2 separate regions of the Sus scrofa genome follow, and region 1 is linked to region 2. Evidence: chromatin contacts called from public Hi-C data. All regions are on one chromosome and are shown on one strand. Each heading gives the region's core, a stretch centred on a gene start, on an enhancer-like site or on the middle of the called end of the contact. The rest is flanking DNA. Distances are from core to core; before and after follow the strand shown. Region 1 has its middle 100 kb from the start of PHACTR1. Region 2 has its middle 170 kb from the start of PHACTR1.

Evidence for each region. A called contact is a pair of places that touch in the nucleus more often than the background predicts.
Region 1: a contact with region 2 is called in a Hi-C map of retroperitoneal adipose tissue, with 2.3 times the contacts expected there. The contact joins two enhancer-like sites. A contact is called at or near these places in 1 of 5 promoter capture datasets (liver), 16 of 47 Hi-C or Micro-C datasets (alveolar macrophages, embryonic fibroblasts, epiblast stem cells and 10 more) and 1 of 2 datasets of contacts at active chromatin or transcription factors (skeletal muscle).

What each region holds. Positions count from the first base shown.
Region 1 is chr7:8,999,753-9,002,866 of Sscrofa11.1, reverse strand. No RefSeq gene overlaps it. Among named protein-coding and RNA genes, the nearest start is that of PHACTR1, 100 kb to the left of the region's middle. Within about 2 kb of position 1,431, at least 10 of the 83 cell types and tissues checked have an H3K27ac peak or open chromatin away from gene starts, as enhancers often do. A contact at or near this core is called in retroperitoneal adipose tissue, where this site is marked.
Region 2 is chr7:8,929,348-8,932,724 of Sscrofa11.1, reverse strand. No RefSeq gene overlaps it. Among named protein-coding and RNA genes, the nearest start is that of PHACTR1, 170 kb to the left of the region's middle. Within about 2 kb of position 2,089, at least 5 of the 83 cell types and tissues checked have an H3K27ac peak or open chromatin away from gene starts, as enhancers often do. A contact at or near this core is called in retroperitoneal adipose tissue, where this site is marked.

The DNA of each region.
Region 1 (3,114 bases), core at 182-2,681, 71 kb before region 2:
GTGGCACTTTTTTTTTTTTTATATTGTTAAAATTTATTATTCCTTTTTAAGATATAAATGATTAAGATACATTTTGGGGGGGGGTTTCTGACCCACAAATAAATATTATATCAAAAATTCACTTGGGGAAAAATTTTCCCTAACCCTTAAAGATCATGTTTGAAAAAACATACATTTATTTATTTACTTATTTATTTTATTACTCAATGACTTTATTACATTTCTAGTTGTACAATGATCATCCCAGCATTTCCATCCAACACCCCCAGGGCGTCCCCCTCACCCCCCAACCTGTGTCCTTCGGAGACCAGAACTTTTTCAAAGTCTGTGAGTCAGTATCCGTTCTGCAAAGAAGTTCATTGTGTCCTTTTTTCAGATTCCACGTGTCAGTGAAAGCATTCGATGTTGGTGTCTCATTGTCTGGCTGACTTCACTTAGCATGATCGTTTCTAGGTCCATCCATGTTGCTCCAAATGCCGTCATTGCGGGACTTTTAATTTTTATTTAGTCTGGAGTGTTCTGAGCAGTCTTTAGCAACCGTTTATGGGGCAGTTGTGCTTACCGCTACAACCAAAATCTGCCCTTCCATGAGCTCACTTAAAAGACCTAAGGCTTACTACAAGGCTTAAAAGACAGATTTTGCCCAATGTGTGCTCATTAATACAAAGATGAACCTCAAGATGCCAATAAATTTAAAAACAAGGTAAACTGTATTCACAAAATACAACTCTCCTTTGCGAAACTGGATATCTAAATCTATGGAATCCGAAATGTGCGGCTGGAAGGAAAGTGTCTCACCATATTGTCCATTTATTTCTCTCCCCTGGAGGAAACAGCCCCTACAAGCCCTTAAGCTATAAACCAACAGGCTTCATTAAATTCACGTTGATTGCTCTGACGTCAACAGTCGCCCATCGAGGTTCATTCAGTCCTTGTGTGTAAGAACATCAGTGCTGTCCTGTGTACCCTTAGGGGGCCGTGACACTGGTGCACAGCCTGGGAGCACCTCCAGAAAGCTCATTAAGCCTGGGGACCTGTGGATACTCCTAGCCGAAAGACGTGGACCCAGACTAATACCTCCGATGCCTCATGCATCTTCAGCAATGGCTCTGGATTCTTGCCGGTTCCACCTGGCTTCAGCATCCCTCGTGGCGAGGGAGCAGGTAGGGGTCTGGCCAGGCACATCCACTTGGGCAGCTACAAGGAGGTGTGGTGAGGTTGCCAGGTGAGAGCTGGATCTCCCTGGATCCGTCTGGACGCCTACTGTCTGGCTCCAGCAGCCCCTAAGCCCAGTGGCACCAGGAATCTCTGGTCGCCGCACACTGTGGAGAAATCAAAGAATTCAAGAGCGAGGCCCTGGAATGCCTGGCTGCCTCCCAGCTCTCTCACGAAGTAAATTCCATTGTTGTCTCACCCGGCTTTCCGCACTCTCGGAATCAGCAGTTACTGTACGCCAGCACCTTTCCCCTTCCAAGGAGACCGCTGGGCTAGACCAGGAAGCCCAGAAATCTTAAAACATAAACTCAGAGCCCTCCCCACATTTATCTTCCACACTCGCCCCCGTCTCTGCCGTCAGGGCCTGGGTGCTCCGTGACTCTCTCCATGTGCTGGGCAGTCGCGTGGTCCCTGTTGTTGGGGACTCTTTGAACCCAGCCCAAGCCTGTGTCAGAAAAGGCGGTGATGGATTCCCAGTGCCATCCTGAACTGACTGGGATATCGCACCTTTAAACTGGAGGGCCTGGTAAACAATACAGCATGTACTCAGCTTCATAAACACGCTGCCTTGTTACAAAGGGCAGTGCAAACTCAGTGTGATAGGACTTGACCTTAAAAGCTATAGACAATCTAGCGGAGCACAGACGGTTTCATAAAGTACAATCACTTCCTGGAATTCTTGGGCCAGTGCAGTCGGAGCCGTGCAAATCCTGTTTTCCTTGCATTGTTTCCTGCATGTGAATATCATCAGTCTAGCAGGACTGTAACCATGGCACTTGTAAATAGCTGAGGGGCGACTTCTGATAAAGGCATAACGTTTTAAGAAGGCTTTTTTTTTTTCCTTTTTTTTTTAAAGACAAGCCTGAATCAAACCTTACACATGCCACATGTCAACACAAAGTTGACAAACTGCAGTTTCAAAAATGCACACATTTGGACCCAGATACGTTTTTAAATCCCGAAGGAAACACCACAGATTCCCCACAGTACTGAGAGTAAGGCGAGTTGTTTTTCACTTGTTATGGTGTAAATATACACAGATCCTTTCAGGGTGAGCAGAGATGGACACTGAGCAGGCTTCTAAGTGATTCTTTCCTTACTTATGAGCGTGGCTCCTTTTCTACTGAACAAGTGTGTGAATCTTAATTGTCCGGTCCTTTCATTTTTCTAACCAGTAACAATAAGAAAAAAAGGGATGTTACTTACCCTTTGAAATACTTAGTTTAAAACTTCAGAAATTTGATGGCACTCTTGGGCAATTCTACTTAACTGTGTTTGGTGCTTGACAGGTTCCTATTTACACATTGAGATGGGATAAAAGGGGAGAAAGGCCAAAACAGACCACTTTAATGTACACAGAAAATTCAAAGATATATTTTCCAGGTTTACTATAAATGCCTCCATTTGTAAAATTTGGACCTGCTGATTCCATCTTGATTCTTCAGCCTTGTACAGGACTGAAATGTTGGTGGAGCTGACATTACAGGTTAAAAATTTTAGCAGATTCTGAAACATGATGGATATTGAACAAGTGTTGGCAAGAGTGCTTAAGTTTCTGAAAAAGACTTCCTTAGAGACAGATAACGAAAAGAGGAGCTGGGAGTTCCCTTTGTGGCTCAGCGGTTAACAATCCTAACTAGGATCCGTAAGGCTGCAGGTTCAATCCCTGGCCTCGCTCAATAGATTAAGGATCCCGGGTTGCCCTGAGCTGTGGTGTAGGTTGCAGATGAGGCTCAGATCCCGTGTTGCTGTGGCTGTGGCAGAGGCTGGCAGCTGCGGCTCCAATTCAACCCCTAGCCTGGGAACTTCCATATGCCTCGAGTGCAGCCCTAAAAAGCAAAAATAAAAGAAAAAGAAAGAAAAAGAAAAGAGGAGCTTGTAAGACTCTCAATTATGTGT
Region 2 (3,377 bases), core at 840-3,339:
GGCAAAAAGACCAAAAAACAAACCAAAAAAAAAAAAACCCCTCCCCCCCCAAAAAAAACCCACCTAACTATGTTTGCTGTTACAACATAACTTGAGAGAAGTTCTGGGAAGTATATTGTAATAGGTCAGCTAGCTCTTATACTTGAGTTACAAAGTATGTAATAAGTAAATACGCCTTGGACTAAACCAAGATTTTCTTGCTTATTCAAAGGAAAGATCCCATGTCAGGCTACTGGGTGCTCTTATTTCTTCCAGTCTTAGACAGCATCTGTACAGCAGTATCTTAGGAATCCATCGGAAATTACCTCCAATTGCTTGTAAATTGGCCCTTACTTTGTTCCAAATTCAGTCTAGAATGTTCTCAGGGCAGAATGGCTCCACCAAATGACCAAGCCTGAAACAGCTGCACTCTTAGCACTAATAGTCTTAGCATTCTTAGTCTCTTCGGCCAACCCGTCATTTTTCACCATTTTTTTTTTTTTTTTTGGAGTAATGACAAATGTATGTGCCTCCCCCACCAGAAACAGAAGCTACAATGTTAAGTCTCCCAGCCAAGACCATGCAGGAGACAGTAATTTATATGTCTTTAACAGTATGTGCCACATGCCTTCAAAAAAATCTACTATTCAGTTCTTATCAGGCAAACTACACAAATAGGAGTTTTGTTTCCTGTTATTGCAGTACTTGTGGAGTTGGAGAAATGCTCTTGATTTCCTTTCATAAAGTTTTCTTTCTGAAACAATCAGGATTGTAGTAAACACTGACCCAAAAAAGAGGGTTCATTTCATGAATTTCCAGTAATGCCAGTGCTCCGAGTATTGTTTTTGTCGTAAAAGATAGGAACATTTAATTATTAATGTCAAAAGGATATTTCATTTGTTTCAACAGCTGATATTCTCACCAAGGATTTCCCATATCCTGGGCACTGCCGTGTTCCTGGAGGCACAGGTGGGCCATGCCATATACTTTCTGAGCCCACTCCCTCCAAGACCAAGTTCATGAGCTTAGACATGACTTACCTAGTGCATGGCAATGTGAAGTAATGTGAAGTTATCCTGAGCTTTCTACACTCTTAACAGCACTGAGGAATTTTAGGTATTTTCTGCAGTGTTTGTTCTTAGTGGGGGGTATGGCCACTGCATCATTGTATGTTCTCATAAACGGTCTGAGTTTTCTCCTTTAGTCTCTTGACTCCCCCCCAAAGTTATGTGAATCTTACTGGAAGGCATGGGCCAGCTCTTGGCCTTAGTCCTAATGTCCTTGTTGCCTCTAAGTGGACCTGGCGGGGTTCCTTGGCTCTATGACATTTTAGAGCTGTTAACTAGCTGCAAAGGCTGCAAGCCCCTCATGATCTAGTCTGCCTGGTTACAGGTTTCGTCAGCACCAGTTGCATTTCTCCCTCCCTCTGCATGTGCCTAATGTTGAGATTTGCATGGGCACTTGGTCAAAGCCTTGCCACTCTGCTCTCAGCTAAATTCTCCAAAAACCAGTCTTCGTCTTCCTCCAAGGGCTTCGCCAGATGTCCCTCTTTCTCCTTCTACATTCTGTACAGTTTCACCACCTTACACAAATGTCCCCTTAGCCAAATGGGACCCCACCTTTTCTCACACAATATTTGGCATGCACTTTTCTTTGTCCACCATGGAGCTCAGGTGACAGGAAAAAATACAGGTGATGGCTATTTTACTGGGGGAAAAAAATCCTTTATGATTTCTTCCTTCCAAATCACATATTTACAATGTAAAACCTTCCGTTTGCTGCTCACATTCCAATCTTCATATCAGAATTAAATAGTCCCACCCACTGGTTTGAAACCAGTCACATCTATCCTGCTTGCTTGCTCCCCTACCCCTTGTTTCCAGGAATGCAGGTCCTGACTTTTTCTCCAGGAGCTCAAATCCCTATCTTGATAACCAGCCTGGGAGGCCAGTGTTTCTGGGAGCAGGGTCTTGCTTAGATGTCATGGGGCCTGGAAACAGCCAAGTCCAAGCTATAGCCTGGGTCCTTTTCACTGCCACACACCCCAGACGCAACCCTCTGATGGTCAGGCTGGGATCCATCCCTTGATAGCTGTCTCTTTTGCTGAAGTGCTCCACCTGCTGGCCTGCACTCCTTCCCGCCACCCATGGCCATCTCTGCCCACTCTCCACTTAGGCCCGTCCAGGGACAGACTCCGTCTTCAGGTTCTGATTCTTCTGCTTTTTCTCCGGGGGCCCGCAGTCCTGATCCGTGATGGTTCTGCCTTGGCTGTGGGATTCTCTCTTGGATTGTGCTCTCAGCCAAGTTTTTCCACCTCTTGAGCCTTAGTATCTCATTCAATGAAAGCAGAGGTGGTAGTGAGTGAAGGCCAGATCTTTAGAGATCTAGGAATCATTTCTGTTTATGGTATGAAGGTGCAGTGGCCATAAAACTCACCTTCTCATCAGCCACAGCCCCGAACTCCCACCATTCAACTCTTTGTGGATAACTCTGAGATCCTCAAACACGGATGTTTATTTAGAAAGAGCTGCCTTGGGATAAAGCATGAAATGAGCTCTAGCTAATTCAGGCACTTCAGTGAGTTTTCCCAAAAATTGTAATTTTTAAAATTTGAGGAATTTTCTTTGAATGTGAAATGAAAGCTTTTCCAGATTTTGGTATTAAAATATCCTTTCTTTCATAAAATGTTGGTGATATTAAATTAAATAGAGTTTTGTTGTGGCTGTTTTTAAGGTTCTTAACTTACCAAAATACAGTGCTTTAAAACCCTAAACCAGCCTTTATTTTTTTCTCTTTTCTTTTCTTCTTTTCTCCCTTCTCTTTCCCTCCTCTCCCCTCCTCTCTCTTCTCCTCTTCTCGTCTCTCCTAAGCATGACCCTTCTCTCTCTCACTGTCTCTCTCGACTACCAGTCTACAAAAATCTCAAAGTCTGAAAACCACAAGATTAAGGGATAGCCTTTTTTGAAACATCATTAGTATCTTGTCTGGTAACAAATAATTATCAGATGAGTTCACATTAGTCATCAATTTCCCAGAAAGTCCTTAGAGTTTAAAGCATAGGGTAGGTTATCTGGGAAGTGAGGGGTAGAATCTTCGTGTCACTATTTACGTGGGGGACATCAGGGCCAGATGGCTTGGGATGCAAAAGTGCTTTGGCAGACAGTGGATGGGAAAGAAAACAGAGACCATAGAAATAAGAAAGAGAGATCCCAACGCAACGTTACTGACGTTCACAGTCTTGTCCAGCAATAGACCACCAGCAAAGTACAATGAAATCACTTGAAATTGGGTGTGCTCAAAATCTAATCCACAGCCCCACTGTCCCCCTCATATTATGACTAACACCAGCCTCATTCAGGATCCTCTGAATGAGAAGTATATTCAAGTATATTCAGGAT